Regions from separate parts of the Gossypium hirsutum genome. Here region 1 is linked to region 2. Evidence: chromatin contacts called from public Hi-C data. All regions are on one chromosome and are shown on one strand. The core of a region is the stretch at or near the end of the contact, and the rest is flanking DNA. Distances in the headings are between cores, read along the strand shown. Region 1 holds the start of LOC107957411. Region 2 holds the start of LOC107957416.

Region 1 (5,503 bases), core at 791-3,290, 390 kb before region 2:
TTCAATGATCAAATTGTAACTCTTTTAATTAAATGAACAAAATAAAAAAATTATCCTTTAATTTATTTAGTTTTGATTAATTATCATTTTATTTTATTTTTCCATTTCATTTCATTAACCTTACATTTTTAAAACCCGAGAAGCAATAATATGATAAATATTATGCTCCCGTGACCGACCAAAGAGGTTAAACATAAACACTTTCGAACACCAAATCCATTTTACAAATTAGTGAATATTTTAAAATAATAAAATCCATTGCAAATTTCAGATAGTATAAAAATGAAATTATTAAATGTAATAATAATTTAATTGTAATATATAAGAAATTACATCACAAAAAGAATTTATTTTTTCTCTTTTACCAAGTTGCATTCAATGTGAAAGTAATTTTTTTTATGACCAAAAAGGAAGATTGGCCAGACTTTGTTAACTATTTGCAGAATAAAGATTAGTGTGGTGTTCTGTTAAATTCCCTTTTTTTTTTCTTTATCATTGTCATGTGATGTCATTCCTTTTCCTCTACCTCTATAAATTCTCACACACAACGCTCTACTTATATTAAATTTGTATATTTTCCCCTGGGCAAATCCTTTGTAAATGTTTTTCGTAAAATTTTGTAGGTAATAATGATGTCTACCAAAACTATTTAATATCAATAATGAAATATTAATGAATTTCACTCAAACATATTTTTTATCCCTATTTTTTTTACAATTAAATTAACTTTTTTATAGAAAAAATCAAATGATAAATGATTGTGTTAGACATAAATTGATTTAGATCAAATAATGGTTATGGCTTGTTTACTGTGTTAAATATAGAATTCCGTATCTATTCTTTAATTTGATATAATTTTGATTTTTGGTTTCTCTCTTTAATATCATTGGTTAGTTGAAATAATTGATATCCTTAATTATTTTGCTCAAAATATTAAGTTTAATTTTTTTTAAAAAATACCCATTCCAACTTTATGCATATATATATTGTGTTAGAAAGGTGATTTCAAGAGAAATTCACGTAATTATTTTTATCGATATAATTAAGGATTCTAATTATTTGAGATAAAGATTCTAATTATTTAAGCTAACTAATGCAATCGTAAAAGTAGATGATCAAATGATGTTAAATTAAAATATAATGACTAAATCCCAAATGTGAGCATAGTAAAAAGATTGAAGCTGCAACTATTATATTATAATGACTAAAAAAACCAAATGTCATATGTCAAATTATAATATAATTTACATATGACATAAAAAATTAATCAAAATAATTAAGAATGTTAAATATTTAGACTAACTAATATCATATGTTAAATTAAAATATAAAAATCAAATCTCAAATGTTATTATAATAAAGAGACCAAAACTACAAAATTTACCATTATAATTATAATAAGGAGACCGTAGTTATTGAATGGTTTGTGGAATTTTCAGCAAATTATCCAATAATATATTTTTTTCTTGAAAAATTATTGTACAAAGATATTTATAATAAAAACTAAAAGAATATTTAAAACAATCAACTTGATAAAGAGAAAATAAAGAAATAATGATTGACTGAAATATGTCAATTATTAAAGGGCGATTATGACAATGTGAACTTTTGCATTGTAAATTATGAATAAAAATCATCTCAAAAAGAGTAAAACGAGAAACACTTTTGTTGGGTTTCGAAAACCAAAGTACTATGTTTGGTTCCCTAGTGGTAACCTTAAAACCAAAGAACAGCTGAAAGCTAACAATACCACCGGCATTGGCATTGGATACTCAGTTTCTATTTTGATTTTATTTAATATTTTAGTCTTTTGTTGTAAAAATGAAATTACGTCTTTCTAAAATTTTACATTTCATTTTATGAGATTAAACCTATTATTTGTTATAAAATTTTAATTAAAAAATATACAAATATTTTTGTTAATTTTTTTATGTACATCTTATAATCATATCCAGTCTAAATTACTGTTTTTACCCACAGGAAGAACAACAGTGGACAAAAACAAAACCCCATACCATGTTCAAATGTGAATCCAGAAGCCGTAAAACACATTGGATTTTGTCTTGTCAGCCAAAAAAAAAAAGTGTATATATATAAAGAAGAATGCAGTGAAGTGGAGTCTATCAACCCATACCTCGTCAGGTCATCTTTTTGGGTCCCATTCCTCCCCTCTTCTTCAACGCTGTTTCTTCTTCTTTGTTAGCCCCAAAAATACTATAGACAAAGACATAGAAAGAGAAAATCTTGTTTCTATAGACATTGTGTTCTTTAAAAAGACAAGAAAAAAAAGATAAGAGAAACAAGCAAAACAAGTGTGTGTGTTTTTAGGACAAGTTGAGGCTTTTGGTTTTCGGATGCCATTACCAAATCTTGGGTTCTTTCTGTTTTCAACTTTTTAGTAAGGTAATCTTTGATTCTTGGCAACATTGTTCAAAATCTTTGCTTTGTTTAATCTGTTTCTAAGAATGGGTTTTTATCAAATCTAAGTTTTAATGGTTAAAACTAATTCCTTTGCGCGATTTAGCTTTGGTAGAACTTTGTCTATTTCATTGTCGAACTCGAAAATGTTATCAATTTTGCCATAAAAAATACATCTTTTTTATATATATTTTGGCTAATTATTTGCTTTGTTTTGCAGTTTTGTGAAGCTAAATTTGTTTCTGATCGATTCGGCAGACATTGTTTGAAGCCAAGTAAGTTCCTCAGATCTGAAAATTGCTTCTTTAGATCTGTAATGTTCTAGAGCTTAAACTCTACTCATTACTTTCATGTTTCTCTTTTCATTTTTTTGATTTTTCGAACTATGTTAGTCGGTTGTGACTTGTGAGCATCGGATATGAGTATGTTCTAATGTATCAAGAAAAATGACGAGTCTTTGAATAAATCTATGCTTCAATTTAGCTTTCTTTAAAGCCATATTTGTTAGTCTGATTCATATTCTTTGTGTTTCAAAGATTTGAAATATTTATTTCTGAGTTTTGCTTTGAAAATGTATGAATTTGGTGTCTGTAATTGTTAGTTTTTTGTTTACTATAATGACATTGATGTTTGTTAAACTAAAACATCGCTGGTATGGATTTGGTTTCGGACAAAATAAATACATGTCTTTCTTTGGTGTTTTCATGTTTTCTTATTGTTTAATTTCAATCCCTTTTTGTTTCAGATTGGCTTCTCATACATTGATTGCACTTATGGGATCTGGCTCGAGAGAGGAAGTGTCTTAAATATGGATCTCGGAGAAGATAGCGGCCGGTTGGGGTTGCTACCGACAACAACGTCTAGAACTATGTCATCATCTTCGTCGGCATTCTTTTCTGCAAATCAGTCACCGTTCTTTTCCCCGAGATCATCGACCTGTCAGTTGTCTGAATCAGCACGGTTTGATGTTCAATGTGATAGTACTAATTTAAGTGCTGATCCTCCAAGTTCGAGTTCTGGAATTCCAGATCCTAAATGCCTTGCAAATGTTGGATTTGCTGTTTCGGACGTGTCATTAATGCCGGCTGCTTGTGTTTCAAGTGATTTCCCGAAATTCGACCACTCATCATGCACTTATGGCCATTTGCATGACAATGGTTTTTCTGGTATTATAGAGAAACACAGAAGGCATATAAGAAGCCATGATATGATGTTTTCCCCTGTTCCGATATCATTATCGTCTTATCAGCAAAGCAGTTACGATGTTTACATCGGGTTACATGGTCGGAAACCTTCCTTGCTGAGGTTCACGAATTGGCTCCGTGCTGAATTGGAAGTTCAAGGGTTGAGTTGCTTTGTATCCGATGGAGCTCGTTTTAGGAACTCGCGTAAGCATGGACGTATAGAAAGGGCAATGGATGTTTCTTCCTTTGGTGTTTTGATTCTAACAAAGAAGTCATTCAGGAATCCATATACTATTGAGGAGCTTAGATTTTTTTCGAGCAAGAAAAACTTGGTTCCGATCTATTTTGATTTGAATATCGGTGATTGTCTTGTCCGGGATATAGTTGAGAAGAGGGGAGAGCTATGGGAAAAACATGGGGGTGAGTTATGGATTTCGTATGGAGGATTGGAGAAGGAGTGGAAGGAAGCCGTTAATGGCCTTGTTCAAGCCGATGCATGGAAACTGGAAGCTCTGGAGGGTTGTTGGAGAGACTGCATATTACGAGCTGTAACCCATTTGGCAATGCGGTTAGGAAGACGAAGTGTTGTAGATCGGTTAACGAAGTGGAGAGAAAAAGTAGACAAAGAGGAATTCCCGTTTCCTCGAAATGAAAACTTCATCGGCAGGAAGAAAGAATTGTCTGAGCTAGAATTTATACTTTTTGGTGACATTTCAGGAGAATCCGAAAGAGATTATTTCGAACTTAAGGCTAGATCAAAGAGAAAGCATTTGACAATCGGGTGGAGTAAGAGCAGATCATTGGAGGAAAGACGTAGGGAATGCAATTGGGAGAATGGTAGTCGAAAGGGTAAAGAACCAGTCATTTGGAAGGAGTCGGAAAAGGAGATTGAGATGCAAAGCACCGAAAGGCAGCGCTATCAAAGACCAAGAAGCAGTGGACGGAATTCACGAAGAAAGAGACCAGCGAAATTCATATATGGAAAGGGTATTGCCTGTGTAACGGGGGACTCCGGAATAGGGAAGACTGAGCTTCTTCTCGAGTTTGCCTACAGATATCACCAGAGGTATAAGATGGTTCTATGGATAGGTGGGGAAAGCAGGTACATTAGGCAGAATTATCTAAATCTCTGGTCGTTTTTGGACGTCGATGTCGGGGTTGAAAACTGCATAGACAAAAGGCGAATGAAAAGCTTCGAGGAGCAAGAGGAGGCGGCCATTTCTCGAGTCCGAAAAGAGCTAATGAGAAACATACCTTTTCTGTTGGTGATTGATAATTTGGAGAGTGAAAAGGATTGGTGGGATCAAAAGTTTGTAATGGATCTTCTTCCTCGTTTTGGCGGAGAGACTCACATTCTAATATCAACTCGCCTTCCCCGTGTGATAAATTTAGAACCTTTAAAACTCTCGTACTTGTCTGGAGTAGAGGCAATGTCATTAATGCAGGGAAGTGTAAAAGACTACCCTATTGCAGAGATCGATGTTCTCAGAGTCATTGAGGAGAAAGTCGGAAGGCTAACTTTGGGCCTAGCGATTGTAGGCGCAATCTTATCCGAGCTACCTATAAATCCGAGCCGGCTACTGGATACCATCAACCGGCTGCCCTCGAGAGACTTCTCATGGAGTGGTAGGGAAACTCATTCATTGAGGAAAAACACATTCCTCCTGCAACTCTTCGAGGTATGTTTTTCGATATTTGATCATGCGGATGGCCCAAGGAGTTTAGCAACGAGAATGGTTCAGGTGAGTGGTTGGTTTGCACCTGCTGCGATTCGGGTTTCCCTGTTAGCACTAGCTGCTCACAAGATACCTGAGAAACATAAAGGAACCCGGTTTTGGAGAAAACTATTATGTTCCTTGACTTGTGGCTTTTCTTCGTGTTACTCCAAAAGATTCGAGTCT
Region 2 (4,916 bases), core at 2,226-4,725:
TCTAATACTACATTATACATATATTTTTATATTATGCGTATATTTCAAATATTATATATTAAGTATTTCTAACATCCTTATTATTTATACCCATGTACGTACGTGCCTATGTATCGTATTAATGAATTCATTTTATATTGTTATCATTTCTAAGGTATATGTACATATCATCTATGTGTTATATATATTATGTATATATTTTCAATATTATTAGTCATATTCTTTATATACTATTCCATGTACATATTTCCATATCATCTTATGTATATATTACTATTACATTTATTTTATTCCTGCTATGTTTATTATTAATATTAGTACATATATTTTATTATTCTTGTACACATATTTCTTATCTAGTATTATTTTCATATATCATTTTATTATTATTATACCTATTATTGTCATTGTTATCATTTATTATTTTAATATTATGTATATATTTTTTTCATAAATGTCATTTACGTACGGTTCTTAATATTTATTTTATATATATATCTACATATTATGCATGTATTTTATCCTTACTACTATGAATGTTAGCATATATTTTATTATTTATGTATATATCTTTAATACATCTAGGTATATGTTTATTATTAATAGATGTTTTCAACATTATGATGTATATATATATTATGTAAATATTTTATTGTGTATGCATTTTTATATATTACGTCTATATATATACTTTTTAAATGTTGTATTTTTATATATATCACGTATATATTTCGAATATTATATAGTATATTTCTAATGCTATTACTATTTATATATATATTTCACGTACATATTCTAAATATCATTATTATGTATATATATTCATTGTTTCCATTTCATGTCTAAATCTAGTATTACGTTTAATATCGCATATATCTTTATCGTTTTTAATATATTTGTCACACTTATATTTGCTTCAACATATTTCTAGCTCTGTCATTTATTTATTTTTATCAATTTGCTTTGCATTATTTCGAAAATCTTATTCTCGTCTCCTAATTAATTTCCATATATAATGCAATGTACCAATTTAACATCAAGTCATCGATTTCATCGCTATGTTGGGTGAAATTCGCCGGCTTGTGTTAAAAGCGGGACACCGTTTTAAAAAACCAAAAATTTCGAATTTTAGTATTTCAATCGGATCGCGATTAAATATTAAGTTAAACTTGTATTTTTGAGAATCAAGACAACACGTGTTTTACAATATACCAATTTTGGGCGTCGCGAGAGTGCTAATACCTTCCTCGCGCGTAACCGACTCCCGAACCCTAATTTTTTTCTGGCTTTTGACGTAGACCTAAACTCGGCCTTCTTTTTTAAAAAAAAAAGAAATCTAATAGGTGTCCGATCACACCTAGGAAAAAGGATCGGTGGCGACTCCCTTTTTATTTCAAAATCAAACTTCAGTTTTCAAGTTTTCACTAAATCGCCACAATTAGCGACCAAGCTAAATTTTTTACGTCGCTACAAGCCAATTGGTGACCAGAAAAAACAATTGAACAATTGAGTGACTATTTTGTAAGTTTTCATAATAGGGTGACAAAAAAAAATACTAATAGTTGAGTAACTACTAGTGTTGTTTACCTTAATTTTTAGGGTAAACTACATAGATAATCACTTAACTTTCAAAAGTTTTCATTTTAGACACCTGATTTTTTTTTTACAATTTAAACACCTATATTACATAGTTTGATTATTTTAATCACTCCCGTTAAAATTGTAAAAAAATCTAACCTGAAATTATTTCTAAAATTTTGATTTTCCACTTCATTTAAATAAATAAATAACTTCCATTTATTGTATTTCATTATTTATGATAAACTGGTGAATTATTGTTTCATTGAAGAAGATTGGTCAGTTTTAGGTAGAAAAAGAAAAGTTCAAAATGTGTAAAAGAACCCAAAGATGTTCTTATACAATGAAAAGGAATAGAGAAGCTCATATTTGGATCTGAAACAAGCTTTGTGAACACATGTTTTTTAGTCATTTTTTAAACCAAAAATAAAAAAACAAACACTAGCTTTTTAAATTTTCCGATTTAGTCACTAAACTATTCGAAAACAATTTTTTTGGTTTTTTACAAAACATTAACAACCATTTAAAATTTGACGAAAGTGCTAATGTGGAGTTTTTTTTATTGGTCTTGTAATAGCCAATTTTGGCCCAAACCAATAAAACCAAAATAAACCCACCAAATAATTAAAAAGTCCATTTTTTTAGTCCATTTACAATATGTGTGGCCCAACATTTTAAAACCCATTTCAGATCCAAAATTAAAACCAAGCCCACTACCCAAATTTTAGCCCAAATCAGCCCAAACAAACTAAACCCTAGCCCTTTGCAAAGAAGAGAAAACAGCAGCAGCCCTAGCCCTCCAGGCATGCTGCTGCCGAACTCTTGGCCTCCCTTCGGCCACCACGCCCTGACCATCGCCTTTTCCACGCGTCGTATGACACCTGCAACAGAATCAAGATACAACAGCAAAAATGCACGCGATTGACAAAGAAATAAAGAGCAAAAGAACAAAAATCATAAAACCAACAGTTGGTAGATTGGCTTTAAAAGCCAAGATCTTTTCTTTGTAATCGGTTACAGACACTTACAAAACAAGATTAATCAAAAAGAAATAGAAATTCTTCGAAGGTGATTTTATTGCTTGCGTTTCAGTTTCTAATCTTTGTATTTTACTTTGTTTTGTTTTTTTTTCTTTTCATTTCTTTTTACATATGAAATAATAATACAAAGATAACAATTGTAAAGACGTACCTCCGATTCACTGTTTGGGGGTGCTCCGGCGTTCCCTCGCCGATTTGAAGGTCGTTGAACCCCTGGGGGTTCAGCCAATGGCCGTGGAAGGGAACAACGAACCAAAAAGGGGGTTTTCCCTTTTCTCTTCCGTCGCGATGGGCTATGAAGGCTCCGCCTTCGAACCAGTTCGGAAGAGGACCAAAAGGGCCCGTTTCACTCAACACCGACTGCCGTTCGAGGCATGGGCGAGGAGACGCCCCCGATGAGCCCATGGTCGGCCATGGGGGAGGCTAAGAGGAAAATGGGAGGGAGAGAAAGCAAGAAGCTCTCTGTTTTTTTTAAATGAAGTCTGAAAAATGAAAAAAAAAAAGGTTTTTTGGTTTAAATAATATTGATGAAACGGCATAGTTTCATTAACCCCCCCAGGCCTTAAAACGATGCCTTTTAGGGGGAACCCGCGGCCCGACCCGATTGGAAGAGAGACCCGCGTGTTTTTGAGGCCGAAATGGCTATTTGCGGTTATGATCCCTCCTTCTTTCCTACGCCATTTGATTTAGTCCCGCTTTGCATTTTTATTTTTTAAAATCTTGCCCTATTATTTTCTTTCATTTCTGATTTGATCCCTGGCCTGGACAAGTGAAACGCAGCGCATTAGACTTGGAACACTCCCTCATTTGGTCCTCTCGAATCTAAGCGTGTTTTGATTTAGTCCCCAGTGGCCTTCTTTTTTTATTTGCAATCGCTACCCTGAATTTTGGTCCATTTTCAATCACGTCCTAAATCCCTTTATTTCTTTTGTTATTTATCTGTTTTAAAATGTCTTATTATGTGCTGTTTCAAATATTCTGCATGCGGTTTGTTATTAGATTATTTATGTACATGCTTTATTTTAACTTGTTTTAATATTGATTATTTAAAATTGTATTATTATCCATTTTAAATTGTTTTTTTATATACATTGAGTGTACTAAGCTATTTTGTTATATTATACGTTTTTGATACTTTTCACATATCATTTATATAGTTTATTTCCAATTGTTTTTATACATATTATTAAAAAAAATGATGGTTTTGTATATTTCTATTATTATTATTATTATTATTATTATTTTCTTTAAGCTCCCTCTTATTTCAAGTTTTTTTATCTCTATGTATATATATATATTTTTTAAATTGACCTATATATATTGTTTATTTTAAAATTGTTTTCATACCTTATTTCGAAACCTATTTATTTATTTAAAAATGTTTTGTTATTATAATTTACTTTAATTTTTTTATATACATTGTTTCATACTTTCGTATGTATATATATATATATTATCTATTTTAAAATTACTCATGTGAATTCCTTTTTTAAAAAAAATTTGCTTTGTATAATATAGATTTTAAAATTCTTTTACATTATTTATTTTAAACTCGCTTCATGTATTATTCATTTTAAATTGTTTTATTATTTACTTTAAATTTTTTTATATATTATCAATTTCAAATTGTTATATCTATTTTTTTATTATATATATACTAGTCATTTCTTTGATGTCTTGTATATTAACTATTTTAAAATTTCTTTTACATGTACTCTATTTTTAAATTATTTTGAACATTGTTGATATTAAATTTCTTTTTCACATTATTTATTTTAAATTCATTTGTTATCATTTTAAAATTTATTTTACACTTTGTTTATTTTAATTTGCTTTATAACCTTTTAAATCGTTATATATTATTTAATTCATTGGTCTTTGATTATTAATGTTAGTATATAAATGATGCGTATCGTGAGATTATTGCCATTGCATGTACTATGATTCGTTTATTTGTACTTTCATATTATTGTCATTCGCTTGTGTAATATCTTTATTCATGTATCATCGTTCCATGTCGCACTATACTCTTATTTCATATCATCGCCTCATGAATTAAGCCTCGCTACATTTATCTAATAAATCGTTTTAACCTAAACGAATAATGCACGTTATTTAAATATCGTATTCGCTACTATTCAAAAACAAAAATTTCAAAATAAGGCAATGTTTTGCATTTTGGAGCGTCGAGGAATTGTGCCCTAACTTACGGGGTTTCGGTTTTCTCGATTGATTCTAAATAGCCAAATACCCTTTTGAGTTTTAAAATACACAGAATTCCAATTAAAATTAAAGACA

Evidence for each region. A called contact is a pair of places that touch in the nucleus more often than the background predicts.
Region 1: a Hi-C map of leaf shows a contact between it and region 2, with 3 times the contacts expected there. The contact joins the promoter of LOC107957411 here to the promoter of LOC107957416 in region 2. A contact is called at or near these places in 5 of 34 Hi-C or Micro-C datasets (callus and leaf).

What each region holds. Positions count from the first base shown.
Region 1 is chrA05:37,997,651-38,003,153 of Gossypium_hirsutum_v2.1, reverse strand. LOC107957411 reads left to right here and starts at 2,040. Exons shown (of 3, transcript XM_016892930.2): 1 at 2,040-2,403; 2 at 2,639-2,693; 3 at 3,164-5,503. The coding sequence starts at 3,227.
Region 2 is chrA05:37,607,116-37,612,031 of Gossypium_hirsutum_v2.1, reverse strand. It overlaps LOC107957416, which reads right to left and starts at 3,475. Exons shown (of 2, transcript XM_016892934.2): 1 at 2,770-3,475; 2 at 2,108-2,459. The coding sequence starts at 3,023. The coding sequence ends at 2,327.